Regions from separate parts of the Pan troglodytes genome. Here region 2 is linked to region 1. Evidence: chromatin contacts called from public Hi-C data. All regions are on one chromosome and are shown on one strand. Each heading gives the region's core, a stretch centred on a gene start, on an enhancer-like site or on the middle of the called end of the contact. The rest is flanking DNA. Distances are from core to core; before and after follow the strand shown.

The links. Hi-C and Micro-C count contacts between places; a contact is called where the count stands out from the background.
Region 2: a contact with region 1 is called in a Hi-C map of stem cell-derived neural progenitor cells, with 3 times the contacts expected there. The contact joins the promoter of RANBP1 here to the enhancer-like site in region 1. A contact is called at or near these places in 2 of 7 Hi-C or Micro-C datasets (blood and stem cell-derived neural progenitor cells) and 1 of 1 datasets of contacts at active chromatin or transcription factors (stem cell-derived excitatory neurons).

Annotation. Positions count from the first base shown.
Region 1 is chr23:22,001,826-22,008,426 of NHGRI_mPanTro3-v2.0_pri, forward strand. ARVCF (ARVCF delta catenin family member) reads right to left here. Exons shown (of 18, transcript XM_016939715.4): 10 at 5,159-5,230; 11 at 3,610-3,737; 12 at 3,142-3,292; 13 at 2,618-2,816; 14 at 2,424-2,535; 15 at 2,236-2,326; 16 at 1,857-1,910; 17 at 1,385-1,470. Among named protein-coding and RNA genes, the nearest start is that of TXNRD2, 32 kb to the left of the region's middle. Within about 2 kb of position 4,191, at least 3 of the 24 cell types and tissues checked have an H3K27ac peak or open chromatin away from gene starts, as enhancers often do. A contact at or near this core is called in stem cell-derived neural progenitor cells, where this site is marked.
Region 2 is chr23:22,145,734-22,152,098 of NHGRI_mPanTro3-v2.0_pri, forward strand. It overlaps RANBP1 (RAN binding protein 1), which reads left to right and starts at 4,327. Exons shown (of 6, transcript XM_514990.8): 1 at 4,327-4,460; 2 at 5,829-5,965. The coding sequence starts at 4,446. TRMT2A (tRNA methyltransferase 2 homolog A) reads right to left here and starts at 4,140. Exons shown (of 13, transcript XM_001167055.6): 1 at 3,893-4,140; 2 at 3,679-3,768; 3 at 2,824-3,398; 4 at 2,457-2,565; 5 at 2,051-2,232; 6 at 1,750-1,864; 7 at 1,546-1,661; 8 at 1,359-1,470; 9 at 470-592; 10 at 216-291; 11 at 1-18. The coding sequence starts at 3,702.

The DNA.
Region 1 (6,601 bases), core at 2,941-5,440:
CCTTCTGTCACTCGCTCACACACAGCACCATGTCAGTAAACAGCTATCTCAGGCCTAGGGAGTTAGGTAGGATGGGGGGAGTGGGGTGGGGGGCAGGAGGGTGTCCCCAAAGTCAGGCTTGGCTGGGGCGAGGCACTGCCAACCCCTGCCGCCAGGGGGCTCCAAGCTCCACGGCACGATCTGCTCAGGGTGGCCCTTCTTCCACGATCCAAGCCCTAAGAACAAGAGGCTGGGCCTGGGCCCTGCAGAGGGAGAGGGGATGGTGGACGCTGCAGCCACTGAGTGGCACAGGACCACGTGTAACCTCAGGGCAGGGCAGCCAACTCCACAAGCTACATGGATGGAGATGTGGATAGAAGCATCTGCCCTGGGTGGTGTGGGCTGACCCCAAGGGTCTTGGCACCAGGGCTGATCCTGACTTGCTGGTCCCCGAAGGGCGTTGGAGGATATGGTGCCCATCCCTACTCTGGTCCCATTTCCTCAGGCCCCTGATCCCACAGTGCCTGGGACAGGGCTGTGGGCCCAGGGAGCACCCTCCCTCTCTGACCTCTGCCTGGTCTTTCCGGGAATGGGCCACTGGGCTGCTGGACTGGAGGCCAAAGTCCTGCGGGGAACGTGCGGGAAGAGCAGAGCGTGCAGGCAGCGGAGACTAACAAGAAGCCCTGGCCCAGAGGGCAGGAACAGCTGGACGAACAACCAGATGAGAGAACGTACCAGGCATGCAAGCTAGACCCAGGAATCAACGGGCTGAGGCTTAGCGTCCCCTACGGCGTCCACCAGCCTGACCGCGGGCCTGCTGGGCCCGGGGGGAGGGGCCTTCCTGCTGGGGTGGAGCTGCAGCGCACAGGTGGGCATTAGAGGCACAATAGAGCAGGTTAGTTAGAGCTCCTGGGGGGACAGGGCAGGGGCAGGGCCGAGGCTGGCGATGTAAGGGTTGGCCTGCCAGGACAGCACAGGTAGCACCAAGGGCGCAGGGAGCCAGAAACGTGTGGCTCACACGGGCCCAGGGCGGGCACGTGCACACACACAGGCCTGCACAGGAAGCCAGGGGATTGGCACACAGCAGGCAGCAGGTCCTGCCATCGCTGGTGGACCCTGGTGGGCTCTCGCACGCACATGCACAGAAGGGTGCACACACACTAGCTCACAGGCTCTGGCCCATGCAGGGTGTGGCCGGGCAGTGTTGTCCCCAGTGGGTGGGAGCTGCAAACTCGTCAGTACCCACAGACTGACTGGCGTGAAGGGGCTGCTTCCTGGGCTTGGCCCCACAACCCAGCCGTACCCCAGGGCCCAGACCAGACCCAGCATGGCCTAGGCTGCTCTCCAGCAACCCCTAGACACAGGGCCTCACCGGGGACCTGCCCACAGCCACATGACCACTTACTTTCAAGGGTTCCTTCTCAGAGGCCTCTCCTGCAGAGCTGGCGCCCCGTGGCCTCCGCTCCCTCCGGTCCACCGTGGAGTATCCGTCTGTAGATGGGGTAAGGTGGGGCATGAGGGGCGCTCTGAGGGAGGCCCTGTAGGAGCAGATCTCCCTCTCAGCCCAGACACAGGGGACTCGTGGGACAGGGGCTTTGGGAGACAGCCCCCACCCACCCTGTCCTGGAGATCCAGGCTGGTGCCAGCTCTCACCAACACCCTGCCAACTCTCCAGACTCCCCTCCACTTGTGGGTCAGAGCCCCTGGCTGAGCACTAATCCCTCTCTAGCTGCCCTGTACCTCACCCTCTGAGCACCCCTAAACCAAATATCTCTCCTCCACCCAGCACCAACTACACCCCATAAAACCAGCAGGCCCACTTCAGGCCTTGGTCCTCTCCCGGCACAGAAAACCAACCACACTGCATCTGCACTCACCTGGGCCCAGCGCATCCATGGGGATCATATCCCGGCTGCCAGTCTTCTCGCCCTCTGCAAGGCAGGAGGAGGAGGCGGGCTGCATGTGGCAGCCAGGGGGGATCGGGGCAGAGAAGCCCACACAGGGCTGGCCCAGGTAGCCCTAGAGGCTCTCTGTCACTAAGGTGCCCAACCTCTGCCAGCTGGCAGCCTCACCTCAGCTTGACAACAGCGCGGATGCTGTGGGAAGGGAGTAGCCAAGAGGCAGAGGGCAGGGAAAGTGGCCTATGGAAGCCGTCTCAGTGGGAGGCCTGACTCCTCCTTCACCCTCACCCAAGGGTCAGGCAACTGGGGCAGCTGGGGTCGCCACCCTCTAGGCTCCCTAAGCTCCACCACTCACCAAGGCTCTTGTCCACCAGTGGCAGCGTGCTGTCATCGAAGCCCCCAGGACTCAGTGCTCCCTTAGGCCCCTTGGCAGTAGCAGCAGCTGACTGAGACATAAAACACAGACACAGGGTGGGTGAAGCACATGGAGTGGGAATAAGGCAAAGTGAGCAGGGAATGGAAGGCAGGCCAGGGAAGCCGCACCTGGAAGCGCGCCTTGGTCCAACCATCTTTCTGCAAGGTACCACGCAGCTCCTTGTAGCTCCACACAGTCTGCAGCACGTGTGACGCCGCCTTCGCTTCGCGTACCGATTGGCTGTGGGGCAGGGGGCGGGGTCAGTGGTGGCCCCTCCCCCACCTCCCCGGCTCCCCAAGCCACCGACCCCGCCCCTCCACACCTGGAGGCGACGAGAGCCACCAACGCTGGCACCCCGCGTGCCTGCAGGAGCGAGCGCGCGTTATCCAGGCTGTCGGACACGATTTCGTGGATGGTGTTGAGCACCGCCACCACGGTGTCTTCCTCCAGGCAGGCCCCCGGTCGCGGCGGAGCCTGTGCATTGCGCACATTCCGCACAAGCTCGGCCATGGCGTAGCTCCCTGAGGGGCAGGACTAGGTGTCAGAACACACCTCTGCCCCACCTCTCCAGGAAGGAGCAGGGATCCCGCGAGGGCGAGGGGCACTGCCAGGAGAGCCCCTGGAGACCGCCTGTGTGCAGGCGGTCACAGGAGCCCCTGTGAGCAGGGCGCTGAGCTTCAGAGACAGGGCCGGGGGGACTGGAGCTACCTCCAGTTGGGACAGCGCCCAAGTGAGAGGGCCGGGGCCTGGACTCCCAAACCACTCATCCTCCAAGCCCCTCCGATGGGACCCCAAAGCTGCAGGCACAGTTCGGTGCCCAGGCGTGGGCTTCGCAGGCGTCCTCACCGATGAGGTCTTTGTTGCGCCGGTCCAGCGAGAGGTTGCGCAGAGCGATGGCGACGGCGCGCACCACCTTGTCGGTCTCAGACTGCAGCAGTTCCACAAGCACCGGCAGCCCGCGCTCTTTGCGCACTGTGGCGCGGATGTACGTGGCCCACTGCGGAGGCGGGGAGAGGGTTGCTCAGACATACATGCCAGGCACTCTCCCACCTCCAGACGCTGACCGCTCTCTCCAGCTGGACCTTCCTGCTCCGTGCCCGACAAAGCCCTACCCCAAAAGCTCAACGGCACCTCCACCGAGGCTTTCCCACCGTCCAGGGTGCACGCATTGCCCGCAGCCCATACACCTCTTGGATCCTGGGGTGGTGGTATGGCCCCTCCTTTCCCCGCCAGCCGAGGCAGGAGCTGCACCAGTGAGGTGCCTGGGATTCCCTCTCTCAGGACTTGCCCACCCTGCCCGACCTGGTCCCTCACCATCCAGTTGCCGGCACTGAGGTTCTGCAGAGCGCCGGCGGCAGCCTCCAGGGTGTTGAAGTTCCGGCTCTCCGTGAGGAGGGAGAGGTAGAGACGTACCACCTCGGGCTGGTACAGCAGCTCAAAGCCTAGGTGCAGGGCAACCACCACCCACGGTCACCCAGAATCTGCTCTCATCCATCATACCCCTCCCGCTTCCCGCTTCAGAGCTCCCAGGGCGTGGGTGAGCTGGGGCCAGGGATGGGTGTGGATGAGTCACGTAATATTTACTATCAACATATAGTCACCCAAGGGAAAAAGCGTTCCCATTTCACAGAGGAGCAAACTGAGGCTCAATCAGTTGGACCTGCCTGGCAGCAGGAGCATCCAGGAGGCCTGGGGTGGGGAGGGAGGTGTCAACCAGGAACGCTCTCCTAGCAACAAGACCCGCATTTCCAGGTAGGTCCCTGAAGCTATGCATCCTGGCCACGCCCCTGGTAATAGGGCCCACCCTCCCTGGCAACAAGACCAGCATTGGCCAGTAACTGAGAGTTGTGTAACCAAGGCCACCCCCCTAGCAAGAGGACCTGCTTTCACCAGTAACTGAAGCTGTGCAGAGAGCTACGCCCCCTAGCAACAGGGCCCACCCTCCCCCACTGACAATAGAGCCCACCCTCTGTAAGTCAACTGATGCAGTGCAACCAGGGCAGCTGCCCTAGCAACAGGAGGCACTCTTCCTGGCAACCACTCCAAGTTCCCGGGCAATTGAGGCGCCGTCCTGCTGCTCTGCCCAGTGCTCCAGAAATGAGGGGTCAAAACAGCCTTCCAAGCTTGCCTGTCCCCAAACTGGGGCTTCAGCCTGGCTTGGGTACTACCTCGATCTCCCCTGTACCCACCCAGTGACATTTCATCACACCGTCGCCAGTCCTCATGCCCCATGCTCCCTCTACTCCTGCCCTGCTGGGCTTTCTGCTCCAACACACTCCAAGCACACTCCCCGCTGGGGTATCTGCATCAGCCCTGCTCTGCCTGTAATACTCCCCCACAGCCCTCCTGCGGCTGGAGCCCTCCACCCTGGTGACATGCAGGCTCTTCCAACTGGCTAGGCCCCACCAGGACAGACCTCTCTCTCAAGCCAGATCCCAGCATACAGCCCAATAGGCACTGCCCTGCCCCTGCAGGTGTTCGTCTGGCCCAGCCTCTGAACCTGGATGTGAGCATGTCCGCCTGGCTCCCAGCCCCCTCAGATAACTCAGCTTTGTGGCTAACACAGGAGGCCCTGCCTCCACTGGAGGCGTCCCTCCAAACCTTCCCACCTCTTATGCACCGTGAGGCCGAGCAAGCCCCCAACCTTGCCTGACATGACCCATGGCACTTCCTCCCATTCTAAACCCTCAGCAGGTGTCCTGGTGCTGAATCACCCTCCAGGAAATCCTGCACCTAGGGGCCTGTTTCCCCGTCAGTTCCCTGAGGCCCTCCAGGCCTGCTTGATGGCTCAAAGCTTCACTACCAGGGCAATCCTGAGCCCAGACATCCCCCAGTGGAGCTGGCTTCATCTCAACCCACTCACCTTTGGCGGCCTCAGTTCGCTTGGGCAGGTCTAGCGTGTCAAAGTTCCGGTCCATCTCACCATCCTTCTTTCCTGGAAGGGAAAGGTGGTGGGAGGTGAGGCAAACCCCATATGGGGAATGGGTGTATCAGGAGAGTTGGGCACAGTTCTCTCCTACCCAGGCCCCAAAAGGCACCCCCATGTCCAGGCCTGGGCACCTGTGGGAGTGGAGCACCGTTGTCAGAGTTTGGGCAGACAGTTTAGCCTAGGGATAGGAGTTGGTGGCAGTGGGGCCTGGGGATGTCCCAGCCCTGCCCCTAGGACTCATCTCCCACCAGGTGCTGGGAGCTGTACCACAGACCCTCCCGGTGGCTCCCTTGCAACTGCCAGGTATGTAGACTGAGGGAAGCCAGGAGCCCTGGCTGGATGGTAGGTGGATACAAGCCAAGAAACTGAAGGCTGACCAGGACAAGACTCACTTGGGTCACACAGTAAGGCAGAACTAGGGGGAAACTCCCCCAGCTGGGGTCAGGACATTGTCCCAGGATCTACTCGCCAGGAGAAACCCCACAGCAGCCCACCTAACATTTGTGTAGCCCTGGCTTGCACACGTCTGTGACAGTGAGCCCACTGTCAACCACTCTCCCCATGTCAGATGATGCTTCTACCCCTTCAGAAGGCAGCAGAGTGGAGCCAGATGACCTGGGGTCCCTGCCCTGCTCACCCTCATGGGACCCTTGTATCCCTCCGAGCCACATGATGCCCCATTCTATCAGAGAAACAGACTGCTCCTTGGTGCCCCTAGAGACAAGTACCCCCGGGCCCTGCCCACTCTTGGCTCTGCCCAACTCTGCCCAGGTAGGCAAGTCTGAGGTTACAGAATGAGCCCCGTGGCCTTCCCACCTGCCACTGTCATAAAGATGGCAGCCTGAGTGATGAAGCCAGGGGTGGGGCAGGGCCCTGGGGCTGGAACGTGCTCGCCTCTTCCCAGGTACCCACTGCACACGCCAGGCCTGGAGAGCAGGATAAAAAGGGACTCACCTTGGTGGAACCACTCCTCTGGGAGGCCGGAGGAAGCAGAGGAGAGAGGAGAGGAGCCTGAACAGGCAGCACTCATCACCCCCCCATGCCCTCCCGGAAGCCTCAGGTTCCCACTGCACACCCTGGATCAAGCAGGCAGCACGTGGAACCTCATCCCATCACTTCTGGGCACTGAGCACCCACCAGGGGGACAAGAAGAGGGAGGCCTGGGGTCAGTGGGGCAGGGGCAGGTGGCGTACAGGTCCCCCACAGCTGCTGGGGAGGTCCTGGGAACCTACACCCTGCTAGTGCAGTAGAGAAGGTGTGCAGGGCATCTTGCCCAGGCAGATGGGGGGCTGCCCCACAGGTTGGTGGCAGTCTACAGCTATTCTGTGAACAGTGAGCAGGCAGCAGCCATGGCTCCTTCCCAACTCATGGGCAAGT
Region 2 (6,365 bases), core at 3,077-5,576, 140 kb after region 1:
ACTCCACATTACTCAACTCTGAAGAGATGGCACCATGGCCTGTCAGAGGGCCACATGCCCTCCCAGCAGGGCCAGCCCTGGGGAACCCCTAGCCAAAGAGCTTGCTCACTTGCTCTACCTGTCGGGCAGCCCCCAAGCCCTGGCTGTGGCTGAGGCTTGCAGCAGGGGTGGCGGCTGCCCCCATCCCCACCCCCACCCACGGCCTTGCCACTCACCATTGTCCTGGGCGTTCACCCGGGCGTCCTCCACAGCCTCTGGGCATAGCTCGACCCCAATGACCCTCTTTACCTTCTGAAACAGGAAAGCGTGGTGTCGCCCCACCCAGGGAGGGGAGTACATGGGGCCCTGTGGGCAGCAAAGAGGAGCTGGGCCTGGGGCATGATGGAGTCAGCTGTGGTGCCTTTGAGCTGGGGTCAATGGGGGTCTTGGGGTGGGGAGAGGGTGCCCTCAGCAGGGCAGGAGGGCTCACCCGGGCCAGGGCCAGGCCAATGGTGCCGGTGCCACAGCACACGTCCAGCACCGTGCTCCCCGCATCCAGTTGGGCCCAGTCCTGGATGACTGTGTAGAGCACCTCGGCTGCGGGTGTGTTCACCTGGGGGCAGGCGGTGCCCAGGATGTCAGTGGCTCCTCTCCTGTGGTGCCACTGGTGCCCCCTGACGCCCACATTCCTGGTCCCTCCATCCTGCCGGGACCTCCGGCGCCCACTCCCCACCTTGGTGCCCAACGTCTTCCCTGACCCCACCTTGGACCAGCCTTGCTGATGCCCTCATCCAGCCCCTGGCTTTAAAAGCCAAGCCCGTGCTAAGCACAGCCTCCTCCTTGCCCCACTTGGTTGAGAGCTCATGAGGCCCCGCAGGCCAATAGGCTGCACCTTCCCTGCCCCAGCAAGGGGGCTTTGCCTCCCACAGCTCACACCGGGGCACCTGGAATCACCCAACTGCAGCTCCCACCCCCACACCTGGCCCTCCAGGAGGTCCTGCCAGGCCTGTCTCCAAAAACAGGGCCGCTCCAGGTCCCCACAGCCTTCCTGCAGCAGTGAGCAAACAGTGAAACAGTATTTCCCAGCCCAGAGGCCACCATGGCCTCCCTCCTGCCGAGCCCAGAGCAGTGCCCTGTGGTAATGCACTGAGGGCCACTCCTCATCCTCCCTGTGACAAGGGCCACTGCCGTGTGTACCTCTAGGTTGTCCCGAGTCAAATCAGTGATGACCAACCTCTTTCCTACTTCACCCTCCCCTGTGGCTCACCTGCCTGGATACTCCCCCAAATCTCACCTGAGCCCACTGTTCCCATCATGTCCTGATGGTGCGTCAGGCCTCCCCCAACATGTCCCCATGCCCACCAGGGACTCAGGGCTACCTGGAAGAAGGCGTGTGGAGAGATCCGGAAGGTCAGCCCTAGCAGGTCCTCGTGGATGCACCGGTCCCCAGCCACATGTTCCAGGGGCAGGCCCTCCTGGCTAGGAGTCTTTCTGTGGGTGAAGGTGCAGGTCCTTCAGTGTCACAGTCCCTGCAGGGACCTGCCCCGCCCCACTCGGGCTCCTTACCGCTGTCCCTCCTCCACGAAGTAGAGGCAGGTCACTCCACTGGCCCTGCCTGGCCCTGCTGTGAAGTGCTGTGCTAGGGAGGTCTTCAGCTCTTCCAGCTCCTCAGGGCTCAGCTTCTGGAGTAAGTGGTGAAAAGTTCCCATCAGGCTGTGCTGAGGCCCACCTAGGCTAGGCACCCTCCCCCAGCAGGGCCCCCGTGGAGACCTGGGGGTGGAAGTAGGCAATGGCCATGGCCTGGCGGCGGCGGCTAGTGCGCACAGTCAGCTGCTTCCAGTGGCCTGTGTACGTCTCTGGGTCGTATGCCGAGTATGGAGTGGACCTGTGGGAATCACGAGCTGGCCCAAGTGCCCACAACTGGGCAAGCAGTCCCCCTGCTCTCTCCTCTGGCCACACCTTCCTTCATCTGGCTGAAATGGCAGGCACTCCAGAATTCCCGGGGCAGGATCACCACCCTCTGCTCCCACACCGCATAGGACTTCCCGGGAGCCCCATCACAGGTCCTCACCGGATGAACTCCTGGAAGGCCTTCACCACCTGCTTGGTGGCTTCGGGGATGTGCACGGTGTCAAACGGGGCTGCCACAGCACACGTCCCGCCCTTGTACTTGCCGAGCCGACAGCCCACGGTGTTATCCTCCCCATCCACCCCGACGCCAACCAGAAACTCACACTTATTACGATACTCAGTCTGCAGGGAGAGAGAGCTGCACCTTACCCTGGCTGCCCAGCGCTTGGGCCTGGAAACCCTGATTTCCCCACAGGGGCTGGCAGTCAAACAAGAGGAACAGCTGACAACTATGTGATGTTACCAGAAGAAAACACAAAGCAGGGAGATCAACAGGAAGGGTGAGCAAAAGCAAAGTTTTTCAAAACCCAGGATAGGGGTTTGTGGCCACCGAAGTCTAGCCTGACCTGCTGGGGTGATGGCCTGACCCCCTCCAGCGGGCAGCAGGCCTTGTTGTGCTTGTGCCTCTGCTCGAGCAGCCAGGGCAGCAAGGCACGGTTGGTGCTCCCGATTTCCCTGTAAGAGGAGCAGATCGGTGGTTGGACTCCACCTACTGCCCCCCACCCATGCCAGGCCACTCCCCAAATGTCCAGGCTCCTGACCCCTCCTTTGGGATGTCATTGTGCCCACTGTGACGTGGGTGTCTTGCTGGCTAGCTCCCAAAGGGGCCGCCAGATCCTGTGCTGGGCCTCCCAACTGGTGCATGGACAGGCTGAGGAAGCACAGGGCCGGGCAGAGCCCTGGCCAAGAGGGGTGTCTTGTGCCCACACTCACTTGGCAAGTTTCTGCAGCACCTGCTCGCACTCCAGCTGCTTCCGCTCAAGCTGCTCAGCATAGGGCACTGTCCATAGAGGGGTCACCACGTCGGCCACTCGTGTTACTGGTGGCTCACTTTCACCCTCCTGTCGCCTCCTCCTGGCCATGGGGTCGGCCTTGGGCCGGGCCAGGCGCACACTGAGTGGGCGGCCTTTCCAGAGGGCACCGTGCAAAACGCGCAGGGCCTTGTCCCTCTCTGCAGCGCTGCGGAATGTCACAAAGGCGCAGGGTGGTTGCCCAAAGAGTTTGGTTTTGTGGGGCTGCAGACCAAAGCGGCCCAGGAAGCGCCGGACGTCGCTGAAGCTGGCGTGGCGAGGCACGTTCTGCAGCTCCAGTTTAAAGATCTCAGAGGTAAACAAGTCATCCCTGATGTAGCTGTAGAGCCCGGGCTGAGGCCCCGGCCCTGTAGCCGCCCCAGCGCCCTCTTTCTCCACCTCCTCCAGGGCTGCCGGGGCTGCAGGGGGCACCGAGACTGTAGGGCAGCTCAGGGCACTGTTGCTCTCCTGGCCACAGCTCTCCATGGGCTTCGGGCCCTGTGTGGGGACAGATGGGGTGCTAGGGTGAGGACTAGGCCCTGGGGGCCTGGCCCCCCAAGCTTCCTTATGGCACACCCAGACCTCCGTCGGTGCACTCTGCACTCAGCCCTGCCTCTCCCCTCCCCTCCCCCATTCTACCCTCCCGACCCCATTCCCGTCTCCTTTCCTCCCCCATCGCACCTGCCTCGTCCCCACCTATTCTCTGGCAGGTTTCCTGACCCACCCCGCCTCCTCCCACCCCATCCCCGTCTCTACCCAGCGTCTCCCCGCACTCTACCTCGTTGTCGAGGTTCTCACTCATCGCCCAGGCGGTTCTCCGCCTAGACCAGGGGCGCCATGGGGGCCGCCTGGCCACCTCGTCCTGGGCCTGTCACAAGGGAAGTGGCCTGTCACAAGGGAAGTGCTCAGAGGGGAGGTGCTCAGAGAGCCGGTGCAACGCCGCGAGGTCGCCGCCACCCTCGGCTTCGCCCCAGGCGGGGCGGGACTCGAACCTGCGATGCTCAGGTCCGGGTCTCAGGCTTGGGGCTGTACCGCCCGCCCGCCAGGGGCCCGCGCCGGCCGCTCGCTTCGCTAGCCACTCTTAGTCCGCCAGCGCGTGCGGCGGAGGCCGAGCGTCTCTATGATCCTGGCTTCTGGCAACGTCATCGTCACGCGCCGGATCCAACCCCCAACCACTTTAGCCAGCTCTAGCGGCGCGCGTGGCCGGGACGGAAGTGCGCGCGGGGGTCGCCGGGAGTGCGCGCTCCTCTGGCTGACGGGCGGGCCGGGCATGCGCCGCGGGCGTTTTGGCGGGAAGCGCGGGGCGGGCCGGACAATGAGAGTGTCCGCCTCCTGAGCCAATAAAGCTGTACTGGTTTTGAATCGCGGCGCGTTTCCCGCCGCTGGGGTCAGGGGTCGAGGTTCGGGTCGTGGGGCGGAGGGAAGAGCGGGCGGGCGGGAGGCGCCGGCGCCAGACGCGGAGGGAAGGAGCTACGAGTAGCCGCCGAGAGGCCGCGGAGCCAGCGACGACCGACCCAGCCGAGCCGCCGCCGCCGCCGCGCCCCCATGGCGGCCGCCAAGGTGCCGCCGGGCCCAAGCGGGGACAGGGTGGGCGGGCGGGGCGGGTGGGATCGGGGCCGTTATCAGCGGCCACGTGGGCGGCCCGCGCCGCCGCCACCAACCTCCGCCGGCCTGCAGGCTCGGCCGTCTGCTGGGCCTCGGTGGCGCGGAGTCGGGGCGCGTGGGGTTTGGGGGCTCGAGGCCTGCGGAGTTGGGGCGTTTGGGGGTGCAGGCTCTGCAGAGGCCTGGGGGCTGCAGGGCCCCCGCGTGACCTTGGGGTGGGTTGGGGAGCGGCCGTCGCCACGCGGGACGGCCCCAGCCTCCAGGAACTGGTGCGGGCGGCGGGTTTCCTCCGGCTCGGCCCACTTGGGGCTCCCCACTAGTACGGTGCATTTATTCTTTCCGTCGCCCACGCAGCACTTCATTCATTCGGTTCTTACGTCTGGAACCGCCACTGGCCTCTGTGGCAGAAGCTCGCGTTCCAGCGTGGGGCACAGGTCCTAGATGCGCCGACCCAGGCGGCGGCTTTGTTGGCTGCGGTGTCTGGTTGAGTGCGGGCCGCTGCAGAGCCGCAGTGCTGTGGGGAACAGTGAAGAGCAGCGAAAAGCTTATGTTTTCTTTTCCAGTTTGAGTCTAGTGGTGAAGTCTTGGGTCTCTTACGGACTTTTGGGTGACCAAGGCATGTGTTCTGGAAGACTCGAACCTAAAATATGATTATTGGTGCTCTCTTATCCTCTAAATTTGGCCAGGATTTCATGACTTTCACCGGTACAATTTATCTAGTTATTAACTTAGTTTTCTGAACTGTGAAAAAATTGCTGGCAGAGCTGTGAATCCAGTGTAAATACTAGCAGTCCTGTAGCGACTTTTTTCGTTTTACTAAGCAAGAGCACAACTATTTCCTAATTAGTAAAAACTGAAAGAGTTACATTTTGCTTTAAAGTAACATTTCAAAATCTATTTCGACCCATCATTGTGTCCTTTGATCTTCACACAGCAGGTATCATCTGCATTTTATGGATGAGGAAGAAACTGATGCTCAAAGAGATGAGGCAGTTTCTGCCAGGCCAGTCTCTGCAAGTGTTGGCGGCTTGTAGGGTCCCCCATCAGTCTGTGCACAGATCTGATTGATGTCTGTGAATCTGGGGGAGGGGCCCCAAGTTCTGGTGTCTCACTCTGTGCTCACGCACTGAGTGTATGGAGCTGGGCATAAACGCAGAGCTTTCCTAGTGTGGAAGAGTGGGCCTAATTTCTTGCTTTGGGGTGGGGCCCATCCTTGTATCTGAAGTCCCTTCATTGTCGGGGGGCTGACCACTGCAGGCACTGGTTGGGCTCTGGTTGTGAGCCAGATCCATAGGCCAGCAGTGTAACCTCTTTGTATCTCCACAGGACACTCATGAGGACCATGATACTTCCACTGAGAATACAGACGAGTCCAACCATGACCCTCAGTTTGAGCCAATAGTTTCTCTTCCTGAGCAAGAAATTAAAACACTGGAAGAAGATGAAGAGGAACTTTTTAAAATGTAAGTAGGCTGATGTCCCAGAAATAGGACTCTTTAAGGTTGAGGTTACAACTTTTATGGGTGTCCAGGTTTTGGCCTGACTTTTAATCAGACTGAGGCTGCTTAAAGAAAGGGCCTAAAGTTGGTGACTAATCCCACGTGGAAATTTAACCCGTTCCTTTCATGAATCTTCACCAGATGCCCTTGCTGCCCTGCAGCCAGTTGCATGAAGGGCATCCCATCATTGCTGCTCTGTCCACTGGCATGGCGGCCCCACTGCCCTTTTTTGCCACTGGCTTCTGAGCATCCAGGGGGTTTAAGTTGAGCAGGGGGTTTTAAGTTTTTGCAGCATAGACTTCTTTGGCATCGTGAAGCTTGTAAATCCCCCACCCGGTGTCTGTTGTTGTTTTGAGATGGAGTC